2 separate regions of the Gossypium hirsutum genome follow, and region 2 is linked to region 1. A link is a contact called in public Hi-C data. All regions are on one chromosome and are shown on one strand. Each heading gives the region's core, a stretch centred on a gene start, on an enhancer-like site or on the middle of the called end of the contact. The rest is flanking DNA. Distances are from core to core; before and after follow the strand shown. Region 1 holds the start of LOC107932559 (heptahelical transmembrane protein 4). Region 2 holds the start of LOC107950911 (1-aminocyclopropane-1-carboxylate synthase CMA101).

Region 1 (3,168 bases), core at 351-2,850:
ATGAATGGTATTCAACCAGTTGATACTTCACCTTCTTCCACAATCTCTTCCCTTTTCCTCCCTTTGAATTCTCCATTGTTTTTTCACCTGTCTTCACTAACATTTTCACGCATTGCACATCACTCTCTGCTTAAAAAAAAAAAAGTTTTAACAACAATAAAAACAAAAGATATAATATCAAATTGAGTCCTCAACATTTACATTTTTTTCAATTTGGCCATTATTCTTTTTAAGTTAAATTTAACCATTAACCTTTCAAAAATAATCAAATCGTTTTTAATAGAAATGCTTACTTAAATATTAATTTTTTAGTGATGGTGTGGCAACAAAGGCAAAGCCAGGAATTTAGTGTTAGAGGGCAAAAGTAGGGGCGAAACTATGGGAGCTGGCTAGGCCCCCAACCCCCTTAAAATGGAAAAAAATTTATTTAGACCTTTTAAAATTTTTAAACATTTAAATTAGTAAATGTTAAATTGCACTTTGCCCTCTCCTAAAAATATAAGAATTTGATTTAATCATTTAAAAATTATAAAGATATAACCTATTTAAATGTTGAAATTACATTTTTACTATCGTAAAAATTACAATTTAATTTCGGCCCCCTCTAAAGAATTTCTAATTTCTCCATTGAGCCAAAGGTAAAAAAAAATTTGTTTAAAAAAAGCTAATATAAATGCTTTATAAATATAAATGACTAAAATTAATAATATATCACTTAGTTAAAGGGGCAAGGCTACTGCTTGCCCCTTCTAGTTACACCCTTACCTATAGTCGAACTTCATTTTAATATTATACTATTTATCTTATATGTAATACTAATAAATAAGTTAAAATTTTAAAAGAAATTTTAAAAAAATCAAAAAATGTATTAAAAGTTCAAGAAATATTAGTATTAAACAAGTAAATTATCATGTAGGCTGTTATGTTTAAAAATTTAACGGTTTAATACATATTTCCTTGAACAAAACAATTCAACTCTTTTTTTAAAAGGATGATGACTAAATTAGACTTTTTTTTTTTAAGTTGAGTGTGAAATTTAACTAAAAAAATGAATAAAGCCAATTTGACAAAAAAATATAAATATTAAAAGCTAAATTTATAATTATACCAAAACAGAACAAAAAAAAAGACCCAATATGAAATGTAGAGAGAAAGTGGCACCTGGAAAAGAAAAATAATAATAATGAAGGAAATTGAAGAATCACCAGCAGAGAATGGAGACCCAGATGGGGATCCTTCTTTTTTATATTACAAAACTCTCAGGCGAAGGACTCTATTAACACAGTAGAATATATATATATACACACATTCATATACACCCCAAAGTTAGTTTTTGGATGATACTAATAATTAAATATTTATATGCAACAAAAAAAGAAAGAAAGAAAAAAAGACAAAGAAAGTAGGAGAAAAACCTAACCGATAATGTCTGAAACAGGGAGCAAAAGTCAGGTTCCAAGAAAGAAAATGTTAAAGAAATTGTGTTAATGAAAAATTAAAGAATGAGACTTCATTTAGTGAGATTTAAAAAGAAATCTGGTTCATTGTGGCGATGCGAAAATAGCGAAGGTTTGTTTTGTTGGGGGGAGTGGTGGAGGTGTTAGAATAGAGAATGAAGGATTAAAATGTCAAAATAATTGGTGGGATTGTTAAAAAAAATTGGGAATTTTAAAGTTTTTGTGGTGGACCACCTTTTACTATTTTGGGGATCTTAATAATATCCCAATAGCTTTGGAAGAATGCTTTTGTGGATTGGATTTCTAAATTATGATCTAGTACATTTTGGTCGATTGAGTCTTAACTCGATTGGTATGAGTATTGTTGTCAATATGGGAGTGAGTTTAAGTGCATTAAAGTGCATTATCCTCTAAATTTATGAGTTGTGGAGGGGTTATGGGTTGTTTTAGGTATTGTGTCAAAAAGAGCAAATAAGATATGATCAGAATCTATAATTAGATTGTACATTTTGAATTATTTTACAACCTAGGGTATTAAATGCTAGGTAGTTTAAGGTTGTTCACAAATCTCAAATTTTATGATTTTATTTATGTTTGTTGATAGTTTTAAATAGGAGTTGTTCGATGATTAAACTTAAGATTGATGTTAATTCAAGAGTTAAATATAAGTATTTTGTCACTTCATTTGTGATCCAGTTGATATTATTTATAATCGAAGATTTGAAAAGGAACCAGTTTACTAGTTATTTCAATTTGTTGTCCTAACCAATGTTACAATACAACTTAGAACAAGAGAGTGTAGCTAACAAATTCAAAAAGAGACTAAGGCTAAGAGATAAATCAATGCACAATATTTGTTAACAAAATTCAAAGAACAATCTTACTCTACCGAGTCTTGTTAACAAAATTCAAATATTGATTCAGATTATCTATTGGCTAAAGCCCAATCCACCCTTATAATATTGGATAATCGCAACCCAATAATGAACCCTAAATATTACAAACACTCATCCAATATTCTTTGCTTACAATCAAAATTTACTATTGTCTAAACAAAGTTACAATATTAAGCTTGGTTATAGCAAGTGAATAGATTTGTCTAACGAAGTTCAAAAATTGGCTTGATATTTCGAAAATCTAAAATTAAAAATATTAATCTTAAAAACTAAATTTAAATAAAAAAATTTGACAAAGGGAAACAAACATGTTAAACTATCCTTCCTGTACAACCCAATTTTGCCCACCCAAACCTACCCAGCCCCAACAAACTAAACCCAATTAACCCATTTACAAATACAACCCAACAAATTCATCAAACCCCATACCAGCAGACCCAAAATTAAACACCCCCAGAGCCCAATACACTAAAACCCAATCAGCCCAATTTCCCCCTAAAAAAATCAAGCTAGGGTTTCAGAAAATAAACCCTAGCGCCGCACCTAGACGCCGCCTCTAGCCTTCTGACCCTTGACCTTCTGACGCCGCCACGGTCACGTCGTCGCCGCCAACGTCCATCACCACCCCACTTGCGCCTCCACCTGCAAAAACAAAAAGAGAAACAAGCAAGAAACAGTGGCAACAACAACAAGCAGTAGATTCGGCTATAAAAGCCAAAGAAAGTGTATTTTGAAAGGGGGCTTTTTTTTTTCTTTTCTTTTTCTCTTTTCATCTATTTTGTAATACTTACCCGGAAATATAAACAAAAAAATCG
Region 2 (3,168 bases), core at 459-2,958, 320 kb before region 1:
AAGCTTGGGGAATTAAACACGGTGCCGGAGTATATTTCGTCACTGATTAAATGGATTTGTTTGTCGGTGATGAAGTTGATGAGCAGGTTTAGTTCGGGTCTTGTCATTGTTGTGCCTAATGGATTTGATGGGTTGGTGATTAAGATTCCTTTCACTGTTAAGTTTTTTTTTTGTGCTTGTTGATAAGCTTCTTCAATGGCGGATGCTGTGATTCGAAAACAATTGGAGCTGGTACAGTGGATCGGTACTATCTGAACACCGGTTCTCCATTTGAGATCTCTGTCGAATCTGTGAAACAATGGCGGAAGAAAATAATTCATATAGTTTGTCAGCACGTATTTGATGATTTCATGCATAAAGTTACAGGTAAAATTTTTATTTTAGTCCTTCTACAATGTTAAGATTTGACATTTAGTCCCTATATATTAATTTGAAGTAGCTTAATCCTCTACTTTTACAATCCCATTAATTAGTCCATTGTTAACTATTTCGAGTAAAATATGTATATGGATTTTTTTCTTAAAAACACTGCTTTTAACTCATCATTTTAAGGGTGAAATTAAAGATAGGTAATGACCCTAACCCCCCAAAATGGTATATCTACCTTTTAGTCCTCTCAAAAAATTTAAAATCAAAAGTTACTATATGGCAAAAATTATACTTTGGCCTCTTAAAAATGAAAAAATTTATATATATTTTCTTAAAAAATGATGAAATTGTAAATTCATGCATGATAAAATTTCAGTTTGATCTCCCAAAAATTTACAACTAAATTTCACCTCTAAGAAGTTTTTTAGTTTCGCTCTTGTATCAGGTTGACATAAATCTTTTGTGCTGGAAAAGGTGTTTTTAAGAAAAAAATATACATTAATATTTCAACCAAAATAGTTAAATATTAATGTTATCCTAAATCTAAAATAATTAAATCATGTGAAATTAAAATATAAAAGATTAAATCCAATTTGATCATAAGGGGACCAAAATCATAATATTGTCCTTAACAAAATATACCCTGGGTAATACGGCGTAGGAAGAAGAAAAGCATCGCCATGTTCAGCAAGACAGAACATGAGAGTTTCATTGGCGGAAGTTGCACCGGCGGTGAGGACTATGTTATTTGGCTCAAAACTCACTTTGTTTCCTCTGATTTCAGCCATGAAATCAACCAATGCCTGTTCATAACAAATATCATCATCTTTATTTCATTTCTATCATTAAAATAAAATGGAAGTCTTTATTTTTATAAGCTTTATAAAGCTTATACCTTTTTAAATGCAGGAAGGCCATGATAATCTTGGAAAAGAGCAAGCTCTCTAAAAATGGATTGCCCATCTCTCTTGCACCCTACAGCTTCTGGGTTTTTAGCCAACCATGTCTCTAAAAGATCAAACGACAGCTGCAAATAATAATAATAATAACAACTGCATCTTTAATAAGCTATATATATATATATAAAGAATCCCCATTTTTTCTGGGTTTTTTTTTTGAATTATTGTGAGTTACCTGATTCTCTGCAAGACCCATTTGAATGATACCATTAGGGTTATGGAGATGATGGTAAGGGTTTTTCTCATATTCAAGCCATCCTAAGAAGTAAGAAGAATCTTGGCCATGTGAGTTGCACGTGGCTTTTCTTGACAATAACCCCATTTTTGATCTTATTTGATGCCACCAAATATGATATGATACTTTTATTGCAATCTTGTGATTGTTGTTTGATAAAAGGGAAAAAAAAAAGCTTTGATTGTTGTTAATGGAGATCGATTGGATTCAGCTATTGCTATTGGGTATATATACACACATTTATTATTCAATAATAAAAATTCATAAATAAAATACTTGACCAACCTATTAAGTCCATGCTGACTTGGACTCTGATGTTTGAAACTGTGGCCCTTATGTTCCCTTTTATGTCTTACCCCATAAAATCCATGTCGGCCACTTTGTTTAATGTCCCTCGTTCCTTTTTTATGATAAGCTCATAAATTCAAGGTATTATCTACCACGTGGACGGTGGAGTTTGGTAAATCTTTGTTCCTCAATGATAAAGCAAAATAAAAGAAAAGAAAAGAGATAGGCTTAGATTCCTTAAATTCTATTATAATATATGTTTATCCAATTCAATATTCGATAATACATGTATAATAAATAAGTTGTTGACCATTAGAGGTGTTCGTGGGTCGGGTCAGGTCGTGTTCGGGTCGGGGCTAAAATTTTCCTCAAACCTGTCCATATTTACAAAAGACTATTCCAAACTCATTTTAGGCCCATCCATATTATTTTTCAAATTTTTTAAAAAAATATTTATATTATATTATTTTGATATTTAATAATTTTATACATTTTTTTATTTATTACAAATTTTTATATAGTCATTCTAAAATTATTTTAATATTTACATTAGAGTAGTATTATATATTTAGTATAGGTTTATTTTTTATAATGTATTCTAAATTACATAATGTATAAAAATATTATAAACTTAAAATGGATTGGGCCAGGTCGGGCTCGAGCCCTGAATATTCAAGCCCGAGTCTGACCCATATTTTAAACAGAATTAATATTTTTGCTCGAACCCTCTCAAAGTTCCAACCTGACTCATGAACAGATCTACTGACCGTATAGCTAAAATGATCTCAAACGGAAAAGAAGACCTACAAGTGTTCAATGATCTTGTTAGGAGATGCTAACAATCCTTAACTGTGATAAAGAAATAATTATTTTTACCCAATTACGTGGATGAATATATTAAAGCTTATTCATAACCTACATTGAAGGATCATTCATTACGGGGAAACCCTTTGTCTTTATAGTCTTATTTATGTATTAATTTGAGATGAACCCTCTTTTTAGTGTGTTGAGTGTTGAAATCGTATATTCGACTAGTCTATGATGTAGATTTCACATGTTTTGGAAACTAACAAAAGTAAATATATATAGAAAGGTTTGGCTGTAAATGAAACCGACATGACAAGTTGCATATATACAAAGGCAAATTCAACTTTGTCTCATCTTCCTTTTCTGTCATGCTTAGCATTTCTCTGAAATTCCTTCATTTTATTTTCAATTAGGGTTTTCCCCTTTTCCATTGTTAGGACTTGAAGAAGGCCACGTGGTTTTGTTGTAGACATGTGAATGTGAAACCCTTGTCTGGATGAGTCGAATCGA

The links. Hi-C and Micro-C count contacts between places; a contact is called where the count stands out from the background.
Region 2: a Hi-C map of leaf shows a contact between it and region 1, with 2.1 times the contacts expected there. The contact joins the promoter of LOC107950911 here to the promoter of LOC107932559 in region 1.

What each region holds. Positions count from the first base shown.
Region 1 is chrD03:3,057,886-3,061,053 of Gossypium_hirsutum_v2.1, reverse strand. LOC107932559 (heptahelical transmembrane protein 4) reads right to left here and starts at 1,600. Exons shown (of 4, transcript XM_016864602.2): 1 at 1,421-1,600; 2 at 1-126. The coding sequence starts at 103. It overlaps LOC107932541 (a long non-coding RNA gene), which reads right to left. Exons shown (of 2, transcript XR_001693427.2): 2 at 2,610-2,995.
Region 2 is chrD03:3,376,146-3,379,313 of Gossypium_hirsutum_v2.1, reverse strand. LOC107950911 (1-aminocyclopropane-1-carboxylate synthase CMA101) reads right to left here and starts at 1,708. Exons shown (of 4, transcript XM_016885822.2): 1 at 1,504-1,708; 2 at 1,265-1,396; 3 at 1,012-1,172; 4 at 1-288. The coding sequence starts at 1,650.